2 separate regions of the Ovis aries genome follow, and region 1 is linked to region 2. A link is a contact called in public Hi-C data. All regions are on one chromosome and are shown on one strand. The core of a region is the stretch at or near the end of the contact, and the rest is flanking DNA. Distances in the headings are between cores, read along the strand shown. Region 1 has its middle 20 kb from the start of POLL. Region 2 has its middle 43 kb from the start of LBX1.

The links. A called contact is a pair of places that touch in the nucleus more often than the background predicts.
Region 1: a Hi-C map of mixed tissues shows a contact between it and region 2, with 3 times the contacts expected there. The contact joins two enhancer-like sites. A contact is called at or near these places in 8 of 16 Hi-C or Micro-C datasets (blood, hypothalamus, liver and 3 more).

Annotation. Positions count from the first base shown.
Region 1 is chr22:22,088,810-22,093,640 of ARS-UI_Ramb_v3.0, forward strand. No RefSeq gene overlaps it. Among named protein-coding and RNA genes, the nearest start is that of POLL, 20 kb to the right of the region's middle. Within about 2 kb of position 1,907, at least 4 of the 54 cell types and tissues checked have an H3K27ac peak or open chromatin away from gene starts, as enhancers often do.
Region 2 is chr22:21,834,412-21,838,951 of ARS-UI_Ramb_v3.0, forward strand. No RefSeq gene overlaps it. Among named protein-coding and RNA genes, the nearest start is that of LBX1, 43 kb to the left of the region's middle. Within about 2 kb of position 2,555, at least 3 of the 54 cell types and tissues checked have an H3K27ac peak or open chromatin away from gene starts, as enhancers often do.

The sequences.
Region 1 (4,831 bases), core at 657-3,156, 250 kb after region 2:
AGGAGCCTGGACCCTCTTGTTGCCCCCCATTTCTGAAGTCCAAGGCTCTTCATGGACCCCTTGGGGACTGTGCCTACCCCACCCTAGTCCTAGACCAAATGGACTAGCTGGGCAGGTGGGCAGGAGGGTGCTGTGTGGACAGGATTTACAGCCTGGCCGGCCAAGCTCCTGGTGCTCTGGTGGGCGTCATGTCAAATCTGTCCCATTATATGGACAGTTGAGTTTAATAGTCATTGTGTGCTCGCTCAGAGCCCAGCAAACATCGCGGGGCGACACCCCCTCCACGCAAGCCGCCCGCTCCCCAGCCACACGGCCCATCCGTACAGTAAATTAAAAATATGAATCACTTCTCCCCACTGCCTCCCCAAACGCTCATCTTGTCAGCCTCTATGTTGCCTTCATTTGTATTACCTTAATTTAATGTTAATTATGGTCTTCATTTACAAGGAACAAGCGAGCCCTGCTCTGCCAGGGGACCTTCCCCTACCCATCCCCCCTCAGCCCAGGAGGGAGAGGCTGGGGGAGAGGAGGAATTTGGGGGGCTACAAAGGAGGAAGGAAGGGAGTTGGGGGAGGGCAAGAGATGAGATCTGGGCCATCAGTGGCTGATGGCCGTTCAGGGAGGGACTAGAAAGACCAACCCCGTCCCTCCTCCACATACCCTGTCATCAATCATTTATTCATTGAACAGTTATTTATTGAGCACCTAGTAAGTGCCAGATAGCCATAAACAGAGAGATTGAGCGGGGTGGGGCTGGGGGGTCTTCCTCCATAAGAAGTGCTACCGGAGTCCCCTTTGCCATCTGAAGTGAATGTGCTGGAAAGCAACATCAGGAAGACATGTCATGCATGCCCCAGGGGGCTGGTACCTCGCTCAGCCCAAAGGGCTCAGGACACTCCACCAGCAAGGGATCTTCTCTTTCTTCCAAGTTCTCCTCTTGGCTACTAGTGCCATCCCTACCCCAAATTGCTTCATACTCTTTCCAGGCAGGAAGTTCTTTCTGAAGTCTTTCCTGAGTCCCTCTTGCTTCAGACCATCCTAGGCTCAGAGCCTGAGTGGGGTCAGGAGTGGAAGGGAGATTCCCAGGCTACACTGTCTCTGGAAGGTTGGGAGGCAGGCATGGTGGGGATCACTACTCCTCACCCCACCACTCACCACCCTTACCACCCGGTGACCCCACCACTCAGCCCAGCTGACTTGCTCAAGTTTCCGTGTCTGAGAGGCCTGGGAGACCCCCTGTGCTCTACACTCTGCCACTGGGACACACAGTCACATGTAAGCCTGTAGAGCCTGTGGGGGCACGATAAATGTTGGTGGCTCCTTTCACACGTGTGCACGCAGGGAGCTGGCCCAGGGCCACCTGCACTCGAGCTGCCATTAACCACGAACACCAGCCCCTCCCCCCAAGCACTCGTCTCCTCAAGTGGGGAAAAGGATCTCCAGCAGGGAGTATCTGCTTGACAGATGAGGCTGTTCTGAGTGTGTGTCTGCCTGTGTGTCCGTCTCCAGGGAGCCTCGATCCACACACACAGGGACATGTGTCTCCCCAGGTTCGGTGTGCCTGTGTGTATGTGCAGGAGCGTGTGTCCAGCAGGCCCACATGCACGTGTGCGCGCCTGTGCTCCTGTTCGCGACCCACCTCCTCCCCCCGCCCCTCCTCCCCCCCGCCCATCCCTGCCTGTCAGCGGCGCTGATGACATTGGCTCAGAGGAAAGTGATGACAAATGCCCGTTATCAGCGAACGAGGCCAATGACAAATGGGCGGGCGCCCGAGCAGCCCCATTACGCTGTAATAACAGAAGATGGATGGCCTGGCGCCCCCCCCCCCGCCACCCCCACCCCTACCCGCCTTCGCCGGTAACGGGAGCAGATCCGGCTCCGCCCGCCCGGGAGGAAGTCGAGCGGCCCGCTGGGCCGCCAATCACGACGGCCCGGAGAAGCCCAGGCCCAGGCTGCCCAAGCCGGGAGCCCACAAGGCTGCCTGCGGCGGAGGAACAAAGCAGCTCGCTCGGCGGAAGCAAGCGGTGCACGGGGTGTCCGGCCTGCCCGCGGCCAGGACACGCAGCTGTGCACACACATGGTCTGCACACGCGCCAGCCGCCTGCGTCCTTGCACTGTACACCTGCAGCTCCTGTCTAGGCACAGCCCCCACGTCATGGGAGCACAGACACAAGCCTTCATGCTGTGCATGGGCAGATGTCTGCCACCCAGAGCCAGGTGCACCCACCAACACAAATCCACGTACACACAGCCATGCAGACCCCTGCACCGGCAATTCATGTACGCAATGACAGAAACCTCTATGTCTGTGCACACGTATGCAGCTAACACGCCTCCACATGGATAGATATGAAAATACGCATACACAGAAGCAGAATCGCTCATGCGTTGACATAAACCCTCACACTGTCCACACAATTCAAGAACTCCAAACATACCCACGTGCCAAAGATGCCCATAGCTGCATCAACAAATGTTAACTGAGTCCCTACCACGCTAGCGTCAGCAAGGTGCTGTGGAGTTACAATGACAAATATGACACCATCCTTGGCTTCTAGAATTTTAAGTCTACTAGGCATGGCAGACAAACGGCTGTGAGCAAAGGCTGAAGATGATTTGTGTTTTGACCCAAGAACATCGTTTGTGATGTGAAATTTCCCAGTGTGAGATTTCCTCCAGGAAAATCAGAAAGTCTTCCCAGAGAGGTGAATAAAGGAAGAATGAATTTTCCAAAGGAATTGAATTTGGGGTGGGGGGAAGCATGGAAACCAGAAAGTGTAGGGATTGTTTGGGGCCCAGTGTTTGCCTGGCCAATAGTCCAGGCAAATAGCACTGAGTGTGGTTGGAATGAAACTTCCCAGAATGGCTGGGGTTATAAAGAGGCTGGAGCAGGGAAGAGGCTGTGACAGTACCACCTGAAAGACCCAGGAGGCTTGAGCTAATTGCTGACATAAAAAAGGAGAAGACCAGGACGTCAAGGAGTGGGAAAGTAAGAGAATGAGAGGTTCCAGGCAAGGCTGTCTTCCTAGGTGTGTGACATGGGCCAGCCCAGGGGGCTGTGCATTTAGAAAAGCCCTGTGTGCCTGGTTTAATGCTCTGTCTTGAAATTATTTATAATTTTATAATAAAGAGCCTGAAGTTTCATTTGGCTTTGGGCCCTGAAAATTATATATCCAGTCTTGGAGCTAGGGATCTCTCAGGTTGATCAAGTAAGACAGAAGGAGCAGGTTGGGGGAAGACAGCAGTGAGTTTGGGGGATCAGGGAGTATATGAGAGCTTAGATGTGGAGTCAGGGGTTGAGATGATGGGTAGTGTCTCCCTCCCTGGGGTGGGAGTAAGTGCCTTGCATACGCCTCTGCCCAGGCTTATTTCTACGCTGCAGGGAGTCTACACACTGCTGCATGCCATAGGCATGCCTCCTGAAACTCACTTTTATACCCCCATGCTGGAATATAACATCCCCAGTGTTGCTCCCATATCCCCAGGGCATGGAAAATGATTGCCACTCAATACCTGTTTGTTGCAAGAATAAGCAATCAAGCCCTAACATGGCGCCCCTACCCCATTACCACTGCCCTGTATTTCTTCCAGGGTTGTTCTGTCACCCTTTGCCTACTTCCGGGAAAGAGTGCCCTTGTTTCAGGGCTCCCTCATTTGATGTCTTCTTTGCAGACTGAGCTGGGCAGGAGTTAATGGTGAGCCTAGGACCCTGGGATGATGGGCAGGGAAGGGCTGTGATTTGGAGCCAGATAATCTGAATTCAAGTTTCAGCTCCTCCCTTGGCTGACTGCTCCTCTGTCTGAGCTTTGACTCTTCATCCACAAAATGGGACTATAAAGTGAAAAAGCGCTTAGGCCAGCACCTTGATGCTGACAGATAATTAAGGGAGATACATTCAGTGAGGCCAGGTATTGAGAGAGCTGCTTCCTTCCCCCCAACTCTGGTCCCCTGTAGTGCTGAAAATGGACTGGGGATCCAGAGGATGACCCAGGTGACCTTGAACAGGGAGAGGGGAATTGGCAGACTGCAAGGAGAATGTTTTGGTCTCCTCTCAATAAGAACCAGATGATGGAGATGCTGAGACTCAGGCTCTGCCTCCCACAACCCACCTTCCTATATGCAAGGCCTCAGACCCCATCAAGAGTCTCTAGGAAAACCCTCCCAGTGAGGGGCCTGAATGAGAGGCCCAGGGATTTAGCGAGAGGATGCCGGGAGGAAAGAGATGGACCAGCTAATGGGCCTCTTTCCTCCTCCCTCACCAGTTCACTTTTTCTGTAGCGTTATTGACCCCTCATTAGTTATCCATCCAAGGTCGCCGGGCCTGGCCCAGCTATAAATCATGGAGGCTGGAGGGGGGCAACTGGCAGAGCGATGGTTCTGGGACGCAGCGGAGAGCTCAGGCCTCATCACAGCCCAGAGCAGGCGCAGCTAGCCCCAGTCTTCCGCTAAGAGGGCTAAGCCCCTCTTCGTACCCACCCACCGACCCACGCCCTACTCCTCCCCTTCCTCCTCCCCTTCCTCCTCCCCTTCCTCCTCCTCCATCCTTCCCTTCCATTTGCTTTTACAGTGTCACTTCTTCCATCACTCACTCCTCTCCTCTCCCATCTTTTTCTACTTCCCCCAAGCTCTAGATTCAAGGTTGGCGAGGTCAGGGTAATCAATGGGGGGACGGGGAGGGGGCGGGGCGGGGCGAGGGCGGGGGCGGGGGCATACTAATTCCCTTTCACTGGGTCACCCCACCTGGTGCCCCAGTTTAGAGCTTCCGGGAGCAAGGACAGAACTCACGCAGGGGGAAACTGAGGCACAGAATTTCGACCTGAGGTGTCTGAGG
Region 2 (4,540 bases), core at 1,305-3,804:
ACTGTCAGTGTCTTTATACCCTGGCCATCTCTAGTCTGGAGTCTTAAAGGCAGGTTTGTGAGGGTGTGTATTAGGGTGTGCATGTGTTTTCAAGACTATATGCCTGGAAAGGGCAGTAAGGAGAAAAACAATCATGCAGGGTTTCTATATTGAGAGGAGGGCACTAGGGACAGGAAGAAGAATCAATCAAGTTCAGGGGGCTCAGGCCCATGGACTTTTATCCTTAAGAAACAAGCAAAAATGACCCCAGGCTTGGCTCGTGGAGGAGCTAAGCCTGGGGCTTGGCTGTTCCTGTCACCCTTTTTGGCCACAGTGTCAGCCCTGCCTGCAGAGCTGAGGAGGCCTGGAATCTAGCCTGGAATCCAGCAGCCATCCTTCTTCCTGTTAGTCCTCTGCATATCCTGTGCACCCAGGATACTGTCCTTCCTTGAGCGGTAAGAGAGGGTTAGAGCAGGGCGAAAACTACCTCTCCTACTCAGCTCCTGCCCAGGGCCCTCAGTCCCATTGACCTGCTCCCTGTCCAAGGCAAGCAGTCCATGTTTTGGGTTTCTTCCACTATTTATACTCAGGAGAGGGACCCTGGGGACCCCATGGGCCCAAGCTACTGCCCCTGCTCATCCTCGGGTGGGAGGGAGGGGAGGTCCTGCTTAGGCTCAGAGAAGGATGTGGGAGAGAAAAGAGGAAATAAAACAGAGGGCAGGATTAATGAAGTGGCTTCAAGAGCTAATAGTGCATTTACCAACATCTCCTCCTCTGACTCCCATCCAGGAGGAAACTGGCCACAGGCCTGAGCCAGGCTGTCCAGCTCCCAGTCCACCTTTTAGGGATCCCAAGGCTGGAAAGAGGCAGACAGCCTCTCAGATGACAGAGACAACCTCTCTTCTCTTACACTCCAATCTCTGGAAATGAGATTGGGGTCTCAGCCCCTCCTGTGCAGTGCAGGTCCTTCCCCAGAACTACCAGCTTCCAAGTAGCCAGTGGAAGGTACATTATTTGGCAGTGTTTGGGGGATCCTGCCCCCACTCCAGCATCCAACCGCAGGGATACAGCCCTGGCCACCTTCAATAGTCTCTTTCAGCCTGTACCCATCCCATGCCCTCCTCTCTCCCAGGCCTCCTCCCCAGAAGCTGACCTGGAGCTGGATTCCCAAATAAACAGTAACTAATTGGATTAGGAGCTGATAATATTGTTGACCTTTCTTAATGTCTGCTGGCAGTCTTTCCACCACACTGAGGCTTAATTGTATGGGGTGGGGGGAGGGTGGGGGACTTCCAGGAGTGAAATGTGACCCCTGTTAACCTCAGATAAAATGGGCTCAGCGTCTTCCCAACTGCCTGTCATCCCCCATGGAGCAGGAACACACACATGCTCCCACTCTCATCAAATAATTACACAGATGATACACACATGCATAGGCATGCATGCAGAGATGCAGACACACCCAGAGGCACACAGGCATCTCACCCAAATCCACACCTGACTTTGAACATGGATCCTACATGTACACAAGCCATACAAACGTGTGTGCATGCAACATTACATATATGATAAACAAATATGTGCACATACACATACACAGTCGCAAAGACAACACCAAGATACATGTAGGCAAGTATAATTACATACTTGATACATAATAGGTTAACAGACACACTCATGAATGCGCACAGATGCACACACATACACTGACATGTGCACTTATACTCAGACATGATGCTGAATAAAATGAGCATGCACCGGACGTGACACGCGTCCACATGCGTGCATAGTGTGCACATACCTTTGCCCCCGGACAAGACAGGCCCCGGCAGCGCTCCACATAGATAGTCTGGCCCACCCCACACCCCATCTCTTTCACAATCTCTGTTACTTCCACTTTCTACTTGTTCCTGGGCTTCCTGGTTGTGTTTCTGGGACCCTGTGTTTCTGGGTCTCTTGGAGCCCGGCCCGCCTCTTGTGAGTGTCTCCATCGCTCAGAACCTCTGGGGCCCTGCGGCTGCCTGGATCTCTCTCTCTGCTCCTGGGATGCCGAAGTTGAAAAGGGCCTGGCTGGCAGAGTGGTGGGGAGAACATGTGGAGAGAAGAGATTAGAAGAGCAGGGTATGGGCAAGGAGGGCAGAGAGGGTGGAGAAGAGGGTCGGGGGAGAGGACCCGGAAAGAGGGGAGCGGCGAGGGAAGGGGAGCGCAGGGCGGGGGAGGGGCGCCTGCCTGAGCACAGCAGATGTTGCCGCTCCTCGGATGGAGCTGTTAATGTAAGTGGAGTTTGTGCAATGGTAATTAGGAGGGCCCTCATTACCCTGGCGGAGCCGGCTGAGAGCCGATAAAGCCGAGGGGGAGAGGGGCCGACATCAGGGTAATGGGGGAGCGGGGCCGTTGAGGAGCTGGAGCCGAGCCGGGACCGCTCCACGCGCAGCTGGAGCCCGGCGAGAGGGCCGGGGAGGGAGGCGCGGACCGGGCCTAGAGCCCCCGGGAGGAGCAGGGGTGCTAGCGGGCGAGTGTTGCGAGCGGTTGCCTCTGCGCTGGCCTTGGTGCCGGCCGCGCTGGAGAGGGTGTCCTGGAGCGCGAGCTTCGAGGACTGGAGCTGCCTGTCTGCAAGGGGCAGGTGGTGAGGAGGGTAACAGGCAGGAGTGTCCGCCTCAAGTGCAGCCCTGGGACCGGGCGGGGGGGGGGGTCGGGGGGCGGACATCCCCGGGGAGGCGGAGGGGGGGCGTGGACATCCCCGGAGGCCTATGCAGTATATTCTGAGACCCCTGGTGGCCGAACAGCGGTGGGGCCAGAGGGTGGGAACATGAAAGGACACCCTTCTCCTCTAGAGCCTCCCCTCCCCCTGCTCCAGTGCCTGGGGATCTAGGACTCATCCAAAGTGACCAAGACATGGTCTCTGGAAGAGAACAGCCAGGATGAGAATTAACATCTAGAAGGAATGGTCCAGAATGTTAGGTCACAGACTGGAGGAGACCAGCCAGCATTCAGGAGATCAGCATTCAGAGTTAGGGAGGAGTATAAACCCTAACTCTTGCCTCCTGGGAGTAGGGGAAGGTCAGTCCACCCCCCCCCAACCTGGTCCTCTCACAGGTCCTCTTTTCCTCCTTCCCTCTCTCCTACCCCTCCTGGTAACCTCCCCTCCGATGCCAACCCTAGGGGAGGGCCCCAAGCAATGAGCATGTTGAAAGTGGAGCCCCAGCATCCCTAAGCACCTTGCTTCCCTTGGGCTTTGCAGGAAGGGGAACGGAGGCAAGGGAAGCAGTGAAGTACCTCTAATCCCTAGCTGGGGACCTGGGAGCCCTTCCCAGACCTCCAGAACAGGGTCCAGGGTGGTGAGTCTGTTTTGCTATTTACCATCCAGGGATTTCCAGGATGAGCCCCCAGTGCTTTTCAGACTAAGGAGTGAGCAAGCTCAGTTTTCCTAGCTGACTGAGAGCTGTCTTCACAGAATGGGCCATTTTCACAGAACGGGCCAAGTCCCCTTCTCCTCCTGCTCCCCCCAGCCCAAGGCCAGACAACCCTGGGAAGACTTCCAGGAAGCAAGGAATCTGCCACCATGGCAGGGAGAGGGGAATTGTCGGGGGCCTCACTTTCTCCATCGGAGGGTCCATCATCCCCTTCTTAAATCCCTTTTTCACACAGCCCCCACCTGCAGCTGCTTTCAGAAGCCCAAGGGCACTTGGGCTGCCACTTCGGTTTACTGACTTCCCAAGGAGTATATATTGCACCCTCCCCTCCTCACCCCCATTATGGAAAGAGTGGAACAGAGAAGGGGATTTTTTTCCCTTCAGGCTTTGAGGAAGGGAAAGGAAGGACCTGCCACTACCAACCCCAGAGGGAACCACGTCCCCCAGAGAACCAACAGGGATGTGGTGTCTCTGAATAGACCTGGGCTGAGGGGAGACCCCGATGCCCCTCCCCTCTTCAGCAGCGTGGCAGAGCAGGGGTTAACAGGGAGAGGCTGCAAGACTTGAGCAGGCGGTGGCTCCCGCCTCCCCCCTCCCCCCCAGAGTTGCTGACTCTTCCTTTTTGTTCGGGCTGACAGCGAGCACCTGGTGTGCTCCTGCAACAATATTGTTCCTGCCTCCCTCCCCCCAGCCCCCAGGCTCCCCTCTCTCCCCCTCCCCACCCGCAGGCAGCCTTCCCCTCCGTCTCCTCTTCCCCAGCCCCTCCTGTCAGTGGCCTCCTAGGAGCACCCCCTCAACACAACCACAAGCACGGACCCTGCAGTGTCAATAAACACAACATATGCTGCCATTAATGTGAAAATCGTGCCCTCTACTCCATTCATCCCCTCAGCCTGCCCGCCCGCTGGGGGCAGGGGTAGGGGGGTTGGGGAAAGAAAGGTCAAGTGGGAAACATTAACTACCCTCTTTTTTTGATCTGCTTACCCCTCACCCCCACCTCCAGAGAGGGAGAGGAACTGGAGGAGCACGGATGGGAGAGGGATAGGGGCGTTCTGAGACCTGTGTTCTCCCCAAGTCTCCCAGATGGAAACAGGTGAGCACCCTCCTCCAGCCCACATGCCTCTTGAGCTTCAGGGGGACAGGAGTAA